2 separate regions of the Mus musculus genome follow, and region 2 is linked to region 1. A link is a contact called in public promoter capture Hi-C data. All regions are on one chromosome and are shown on one strand. The core of a region is the stretch at or near the end of the contact, and the rest is flanking DNA. Distances in the headings are between cores, read along the strand shown.

Region 1 (4,264 bases), core at 1,232-3,731:
TATGATGGCATACGTACGCGATGAGCCATACACGAGACTGTAGACTATTACATTAAATATAAATAAAGAACATGTTCGTTTATACAAATTTTCCGATTTGACCCAGTGGGAGAGACCTTTCATAATTCAATAAGTTTACATTTCAATGTCTTTCATATTTGACTACATATAAAGAGATTCTTTAAAATGTATAACCTGCCACCACTGCATAATTTGGTTTCATTTTGTTATGTATTGTGTGGGTTTAGTATATCCAATTTTTGTTACAATTAAAGGACTATTTTGTTACAGTTTTTAATTGAAGATGGACTGTTAACATTGTACAGGACCAGTGTCTTATTAATAAGATTAACATATTTAGTGAGAGCCACAGGAAAACCTTGACAAAAATGAATGTGACTATACTTTATGAAGTATTTCGAAAAATCAGCCTCTTTATTTATCATAAAATTATTTTAATATCATAATATTGATGTTCTTTTTTTTTTGTTTTGTTTTGTTTTTTGTTTTTTTCGAGACAGGGTTTCTCTGTGTAGCCCTGGCTGTCCTGGAACTCATTCTGTAGACCAGGCTGGCCTTGAACTCAGAAATCCGCCTGCCTCTGCCTCCCGAGTGCTGGGATTAAAGGTGTGTGCCACCACACCCGGCTAATATTGATAATCTTTATTTGAAAAAATGTCATGAACCATTTGAATGATGAGCCACAGAACCTCAGTTGAATTTATTTCCACTTTTGGCATGTTAAATATAGATTTAATTTTAAGTACTTCAGTTAATGGGTTTATAAAGTCAAGCACTAGCATTGGTCAGTTTTGTATGATAGGATGTAAGTGTGTTCTCACCTGCAGTGTAAATACAGCACACTGTAGAATTCTCTTAAGGTGCATAGTAAATGTATAGATAGTCACAGGCGGTTTTGTAATGTATACATTTCTAATCTATTATTCCTAACCTGTCATGTTTGCAGAGAGAAAAGAATTTTTCTAATGATCTGTAAAATTATGTTAACTTCTACAAGTAGGTATTCTAAATAAACTTTTTTAAAAGAGCAATCTGTGATCCAGTGACTCTTGATATAATGTATTAATGCATAATGTACTAAATTAATCCTCTTATTTTTTATTGTGTGTGTGAAAAAGATGGGTACAGGCTTGACAGGAATTTTGACAATCTCTAATATATGTTTTACTTGATACTTTATATTCTTTTAAAATAAGTGGAGTTTATACATATTTTATACATTAAAGATGAGGCTCAGCATATCTAAATGACCCCAAAAACTACACAGTAAGAATAAAGGCGGTCTGTCTTTCTCAGGTAAAAGCCTCCTGAATCACGACTACACAGTGCACTTGATTGTACTGTTTAAATGTTTGAAATATCCCACTATTTCAGTCTAAAGATAATGTCCAGTGATGAATGCAACCAAGAAAAAACACTGAAGCAGTATCATTAGACACTGAAATGCTGTTCTCCTCCCGGTCGTTTACTACTGAGTTATTGAGGAAACCTCAGGAAGGCTTTACTCATGATTTTGTCTTCCTTTCACCTCATTCTAACTTGTCCCTCAGAATCCTCTTGCCCGTGTGGGGTAAGGACACTGCTGTCAGTGTTAAACGTCATTGAATATCTATCTACAAGATCACTTTCCTGCTAACATTGACAGCTTTGTTCTGCATTCATTTCTTGTGGGTATGACAGCCTGGGTAATGATCCACCATGAGAATTTTGTGAGTAAATGACAAATACTTGGCTGTACTTCGAGTTAGAAACAGTACAAAAACTAACTTATCCACCTCGGAACTTTAAAGGTTTTTTTGGTTTTGTTTGTTTTGTTTTGTTTTACCAACTTGTTTGTTTTAAATGAGGAAAGCAGAGACAGATGGTCTCTGGCTGAAAGAAGCCCTTTAGCTATGAATCCAGCGCTCGTGCGCTCCCTAAAGCCTTTGTGTTTTACTGGGTGAAACATTTCTGCTTTGGGATGGTATACAGTACAAATGACAAATACAATTGATCATCGATGTGAATAAAAGGCAAACATCTACTTCTGCTCAAGTGGTTTAACTAGGTGGGGTTTCGTCCATACCTGAACACACACAAGGTAGCACACCCCAGCGGAAGCCACGAGCCTAGAAATGGCTATGCCCAAGCTCTCTCCGCCTGCCCTGCATTCTAAAACCGTTTGCTTGAAGGCAAGGAGAGCAAACTACACGGCAGGGGCACTAGAGAAGTAAGCTCGAGATGGGGCGGTAATCACGCCCCCGAGCCCGAGCCCTTCCCTGCAGAGACCTAGCGGTTGCAGTGGCCAGGGAGGCCCGCGGGACGTGAACCAGGAAAGTAAGGACGTCCCAGGACCACTCGAGTCTCCGCCCACCGCTGGCGGGGCTCCACCCCACCGAGGGGCATAGAGCTCTTCCGCCAATCGATGCCAAAGCTACTGCTCTTCCGCCGTTTTCCCCGCCTCTTCCGTTTCCGCCCTTCTGCGGGCCTGACCTAACGGAAGCGTTACCCGTGGTTCCTTACCCATGGCGTCCCAGGGGTCGGTGACGGCGGCTTTGCGGGTGGCCGAGGTGCTGGAGAGCATCGCGAACCGCTGCGTGGGGCCCGAGGGCGGCCAAGTGTTGTGTACGAAGCCCACCGGCGAGGTGCTGCTTAGCAGGGATGGAGGCTGCCTCCTGGAGGCGCTGCACTTAGAGCATCCCTTAGCCAGGTACCTCACTTCTCCTGCCCTCCACTAGGCGCGCATCTCCCTCAATCTCCCATCCCATCCTGAGGCCGTGGACCTGGATAAAACCAGTGTAGACATCAGAGAGCTGCCCAAACTACTAGTCCCGAGCCCCAAACCTCATCACGTGCACAGAACACTTCTTACTCTTTCCCCATCCCTGAATGAAGTAGTTAAAGGAAAAGTAAAGCAAAGCCTATATGTCAAAAGGACAATCTGTGTGCCTTATAGCTATGAAAATGTGGATTTAACCCAGAAAATCTGAGTTATTTTTTTCCCTTCCTATACAGGATGATAGTGGCGTGTGTTTCCAGTCACCTTAAAAAGACAGGAGATGGTGCTAAGACATTTATTATTTTTCTTTGCCATTTACTCAGAGGACTTCATGCAATCGGAGAAAAAGGAAAAGATTCATTCACTTCTGAAAATATTCAGAGCCATGAAAGGCATTGGAAAAACTGTTGTCAGTGGAAATCTATTTCCCAGGCTCTGCAAACGTTTCAGACACAAACCCTAGGTTGTATTGTAGACCGGAGTTTAAGCAGGCACTACCTGTCTGTCTTTTCTTCATCCACTGAAGGAAGAAAACTGTGCAGGCACTCGCTAGAGTTGCTCCTGGAAGCATACTTTTGTGGAAGAGTGGGAAGAAACAATCACAGATTCATTTCACAGTTGATGTGTGACTACGTTTTCAAGTGTATGGCTTGTGAAAGTGGGGTTGAAGTATTTGAGTTGTTGGATCACTGTTTTGCAGAGTTGAATGTTGGCGTGACAGGCCTTCCTGTTTCAGATTCTAGAATCATAGATGGCCTTGTGCTTCCCAGGGACTTTTCTATGTACTGCCCAGCAGATGGTGACATTAGGATGGTGATAGTAACAGAAATCCTCCAGCCTCAGTTTTCATCGGCTGGCTCGGAGTTTGTTCTCAATTCAGAAACACAGTTTCAGGCATCTCAGTGCTGGATCACGGACAGGACAAAAACAGTAATGAACCACTTGCGTGGTCAGAATGTAAAACTGCTCCTGACCAGTGTGAAGCAACCAGACCTGGTTATTTACTGTGCAAGACTTAATAGCATATCAGTGGTGGAGTGTTTATCAGCCGAAGAAGTTTCCCTTGTCCAGAGGATCACTGGTCTTTCTCCTTGTGTCCTACCAGAGGTTGCTTCACAGTGTGAAATTTCTGATAGTACTTTGGTGAAGTTTTGCAAGCCCCTCATCCTTAGATCCAAGAGGTATGTTCATCTCGGCTTGATTAGCACATGTGCATTTATACCTCACTCTATGGTCCTCTGTGGACCGGTTCTGGGTCTTGTTGAACAGCATGAGAGAGCTTTTCACGGAGCATTTAAGATGCTTCGGCAGCTATTTACTGACCTTGATCTAAATTACATCATACAAACCAAACAGCAATGTAACCCAAGTCCTCTTGCTTATGACAATAGCAGAGAGCGTAATCACTCACCAGAAACTGATAAGTATCAGGACATAGTAGCAAAGAGCAAAAATAAATTGGAAACTCAAACACATTTAGAAGTA
Region 2 (4,264 bases), core at 862-3,361, 570 kb after region 1:
GAACTTTCCTGTTGTTTTGAGAAATGGTAAATCTCTGCTAATACGAGTAGTATCCATTGGCTGGAGCTGACAGAGCCAAGAAGCAGTTGCTCCTGCTTCTCCATGGGTTCAGCCATTCTTTACCTCCTCGACACGGAATATCGGCAGCCATTTAAGCCTGGACCTGTGTGTGTGTGTGTGTGTTGGTGAAAAATATTTTGTTACTGAGCATATGATGGGAATCTAAAAATAAGAGAGCCGTGTGGTTATCCTCTCCTAACACCTGTTTTGAGTATCTGTATCATCTCTCGGATCTCGGAAGCACTCAGTCTGTGACTCATGGAGTAAGGGTGGAGGGATGGGAAAAATTCACAATAGAAGGGGAAAAGTGCCCTAGGAAGATACTAAAAGCAGCAAATCTGTGAGACTAAAATATTAAAACTTCAAGGGTCAAGAGCATCCAGTACAGGCTGAGTGGATTTTTAGAGACAAGGGAATATGCGAATCTAATTAGCAAAATCTGCCAAGGAAGATTCTAATCTCTCCTGGTGATTCATCTACGTCTGAGCCCTGCTGCTGACAAGAAGAAACACAAGTCAAGGATTTGAAAGGGTATGGGAGGGGAGGGGAGGAGATGGAGGGGGAAGAGAGAGGGAGAGGGGAGTCGAGGGGAGAGGAAGGGGGAGGGGAAGAGAGAGAGGAGGGGGAGGGGAAGGGGGAGGGGGAGAGAGAGAGGAGGGGGAGGGGAAGGAGGAGAGGGGAAGAGAAGGAGAGGGAAGTAGGAGGGAAGAAGAGAGGGGAGAGGAAGGAGGAAGGGGAGAGGGAGAAGGACAGAGAAAGATAAAGAGAGAGAGAGCAGTTACTCTCATCTGGAACAGTGTATCCATGATGGAACAGGGCCGCAGTGGACGCTGTCTTAAAAGGCAGTTGGGACTGAGCAGTCAGTCTAGTATGAGTTTAGCCACTCACTGGAAGATCTCAAATTCTTTCTCACTTGTGGGTCCAGCTGGCTTTGTTCCTAAGTTCAAATACAGCCTGAATCAGGGTACATGGTAACTCATGCTTTTAGTCCCAGAATTCAGGAAGCCAAAACTGGAGGACTTCTATAAGATCTAGGGGAGCTTAAGTAGGCTACACCCCTAACACTCGCAGACAAGCGCAACCCAACAACCAAGTAATGTGGGGTGTGACAATATTCTTTTTTTTTTTTTTCCAAGACAAGGTTTCATTATGTAGCTCTGGTTGTCCCAGAACCCAATATATAGGCCAGGCTGTCCTCAGACTCCGAGATCTGCCTGTCTCTGCTTCCCAAGTGCTGGCATTACTCGGTTATGACAGTATTCTTAATCTTTGAGTCTTAAGAAGTCTCATCTACTGTTACCCATGGTAAATCCTAGGTAAGTCTTAGTCTGTTGGGCATGCTAGTAAAAAAAATAGACCACAGGCTAGGCAGTTTATAGAAAATAGAAGTTAAATTTTCTTAGTTCTAGGTACTGAAGTCTAAAATCAAAAGCTTGGGAAGATTTGGCAAGCAGTTGCTTATTGATTCTTAGTTGGTACCTTCTTTCTGGGTTCCGGTATGGCAGAGGTGGGAAGAGATCTTTTCATTGGGTCTATTATTATTATTATTATTTGCAAAACCTTGTCTTGTCTTCTTCTTTCTGATGCTAGAATTCGAACCTAGTGTTTTGCACATGTTAATGGAGTAATCTACCACTGTCTCTTGGCCCAAGACTTGGATTTTATTTTATATTATTTTATTTTAAAAATAAGGGCACTAGTCTCTTTCCTAGGAATTCCAATTTCTTTTCCTTTCTTTCTTTTTTTTTAAAGATTTATTTTTTTTTATATGAGTACAGTGCAGCTGTCTTCAGACACAACAGAAGAGTGCATGGGACCTCATTACAGATGGTTGTGAGCTATCATGTGGATGCTGGGAATTGAACTTAGGACCTCTGGAAGAGCAGTCAACGCTCTTAACTGCTGAGCCATCTCTCCAGCCTGAGGAACTCTGTTTTCGTGCTCTATTTATTCTCCAAGCCCCTGCCCCTTTATTCCATCACCCTGGGGATTAGAATGTCAGTGACTACATTTTAGAGGAGTAACCACAGGCACTCTGCAAAGCAGAGGCTGGCATCCTCTCATTAACCCTTGACAGGCGTCAGGTTAGACAGGGAAGTCATTTACATCGGGCGTTACCTAGAGCTGTACCCACAGTGCTGCCAAGCATTTTAGAGAAAATTGGAGATGCTAAGTTTTAACTGTAGCTTGGTGGGGGAAAAAAAGTAAAAACTGACTCAAGAATTAACAACCGAATGTCAAATTAGAGGACTTGATGAAAAGAACCAAAATAAGCCTGCTGCAATTTCCACTAAAATACCGAACTCTTGCCCCAGACTTAAACTAATTTTGAAAAGGATTTCAACCCTCGAAGTGTCTTTTGGATTCAATAATAAAGGAAGAAGAAGAAACAAAGAGGAAAGACAGGCGATTCTTGCTTAAATGTCTCTCTCGGAAACCAAAGAGTGTTGACTTCTTTGTTCTGTCAGTTCCCCAGGGAGCAACAGAAGCTGCCGCACCTCTGCTGTTGTTCTGCCAGGAAGCAGAACACAAAGAATGGCTTCTAGCCTGGTGCAGGCAGTCTCTCTTCTTTCTTCTTTCTATTCCCCGATGAGCTGAGCCTTTAAAAACAATCTTCCCACTGTGATTCTCTTGTGTCCCAAACCACAACCCATGTTTATTCTTCATATGTCATGGTTTGTCAACGGTTTACCTTGCTAGCAAATCAGAAGGAGGGCTAATTTTAAACCCTCACAGACTGATGAAAAGGCCTCTGATTCTTAGACTGTAGACGACAAAGGTACTAAAATAGTATAAGAATAACTTTGCCCAGAATAAATATATGTGGAACATCCTGTGTGTTAAATAGCTAGGATCAATCAAAACTCTAAGACCTACGATTTTTACGATGACTGAAATAATACATATAGATAGTATAGATATATTACATCTATAATAGTATAGATATATTAGGTGCAGGAAAACTTGATTTTCCTGCAGAGATATTATAAAGTAATAAGTAGGATATAACCAACATGATATTTAAGAGGAAAATGTAGACTAGTTTATTAGTCTAAAGAGCATCTCTCTTCTCTCCCAGTTCAGCAGTCGTCTCTCCAATTCTATGAATGGAGGCCCATACTGAGTAGTTAAGCTGTCAATCTTTTCCATATGAATCATGAAACCAAGAGAAAATGGGAGATCCTCAGAAGGACCCAGAAGATGCAAGATTTTTATTTCTAAATTATGTAGGATAACAAGATGAGCAGACAAGACCATGAGAGTCTAGAGCCCATAGCAAGAAGTCCAGGGAGCTCCCGTGGGCTTGAACATGTTCTTCCACAAATTCAGGGACTTAATAGCGTGGATGGTGCTGTTAAGATAGGGGACCGTGAAGAGATGAGGCCTCTTCTTCTCTGAACAGAGCTAAAGGTTGTGAACATATGGCTCAGATCCTTGCTTGAGAAGGGGAAACAAAGAAGCAAGAACAGTAAGTGTTCAGGCTGGTGATGTGTGTGTGTGTGTATGTATCACTCAGCATCAGCAGGGTATCTGGTGGTCATAAAGGGCAGGGCCAAAGCATCATTGCTCTGACCAGGCCATTCCTCGGTGTCATTTTGGTGCTGATTCTGGCTATTTGGTTTGAACTCCTATTCTTCTCTAAGCATGTATTCAGCAATCCTGGCTCTTTTGTGAGCCCTTGACAGAAGCAGTCACACTCTCTCTTTCTCTCTTTCTCTCTCTCTCTCTCTGTTTGTGTGTGCCTGTGCCTAAATGTGAGGAAATATTATATGGAGTTGGCTTACATGATTATAGAAGCTAATAAGTCCTCTGCCTCCACAGGCTGGAGAAATTTTAGTCTGAAGCCAAAGAGGTTTGAGACCCAAGAAGAGCCAGTGTCCAGCTGGAGTCTCAAAGGAAAATGCCAATATCCCAAGACAGTCAGCTAGAAGCCTTTTCTCTTTCTTAGCTTAGGTCTGACATTTTGTTCTATTTACACCTTCATCCAATTGGATGAACCTGCCTATATTGGAAGGGAAAGCAATCTGTTTTGATCATTCTACCAATTTACACATTAATCTCATGCAGAACCACTCACAGAAATATGACAAATATCTGGACACAGAACAGACTGGGCAAATTGAAGTATAAAAAATAGCTAGCATTATCTTTCAACAGACTCCTTTCTGTTTCAAATGGCTAGACTTGGTTTCTGTTGTTTGCA

What was found. Promoter capture Hi-C pulls out the DNA fragments that hold promoters and counts their contacts.
Region 2: a promoter capture Hi-C map of pre-B cells shows a contact between it and region 1, with 2.4 times the contacts expected there. The contact joins the enhancer-like site here to the promoter of Bbs10 in region 1. A contact is called at or near these places in 6 of 39 promoter capture datasets (the C10 cell line, hippocampal neurons, liver and 3 more), 2 of 115 datasets of contacts at active chromatin or transcription factors (embryonic stem cells and large pre-B cells) and 2 of 9 other capture datasets (liver and macrophages).

The regions. Positions count from the first base shown.
Region 1 is chr10:111,296,198-111,300,461 of GRCm38.p6, forward strand. It overlaps Bbs10 (Bardet-Biedl syndrome 10 (human)), which reads left to right and starts at 2,482. Exons shown (of 2, transcript NM_027914.1): 1 at 2,482-2,710; 2 at 3,016-4,264. The coding sequence starts at 2,526. Osbpl8 (oxysterol binding protein-like 8) reads left to right here. Exons shown (of 24, transcript NM_175489.3): 24 at 1-1,050.
Region 2 is chr10:111,865,205-111,869,468 of GRCm38.p6, forward strand. All of the region lies in intron 2 of Gm20758 (predicted gene, 20758), which reads right to left. Among named protein-coding and RNA genes, the nearest start is that of Gm20758, 7.0 kb to the right of the region's middle. Within about 2 kb of position 2,112, at least 33 of the 459 cell types and tissues checked have an H3K27ac peak or open chromatin away from gene starts, as enhancers often do. A contact at or near this core is called in embryonic stem cells, neural stem cells and pre-B cells, where this site is marked.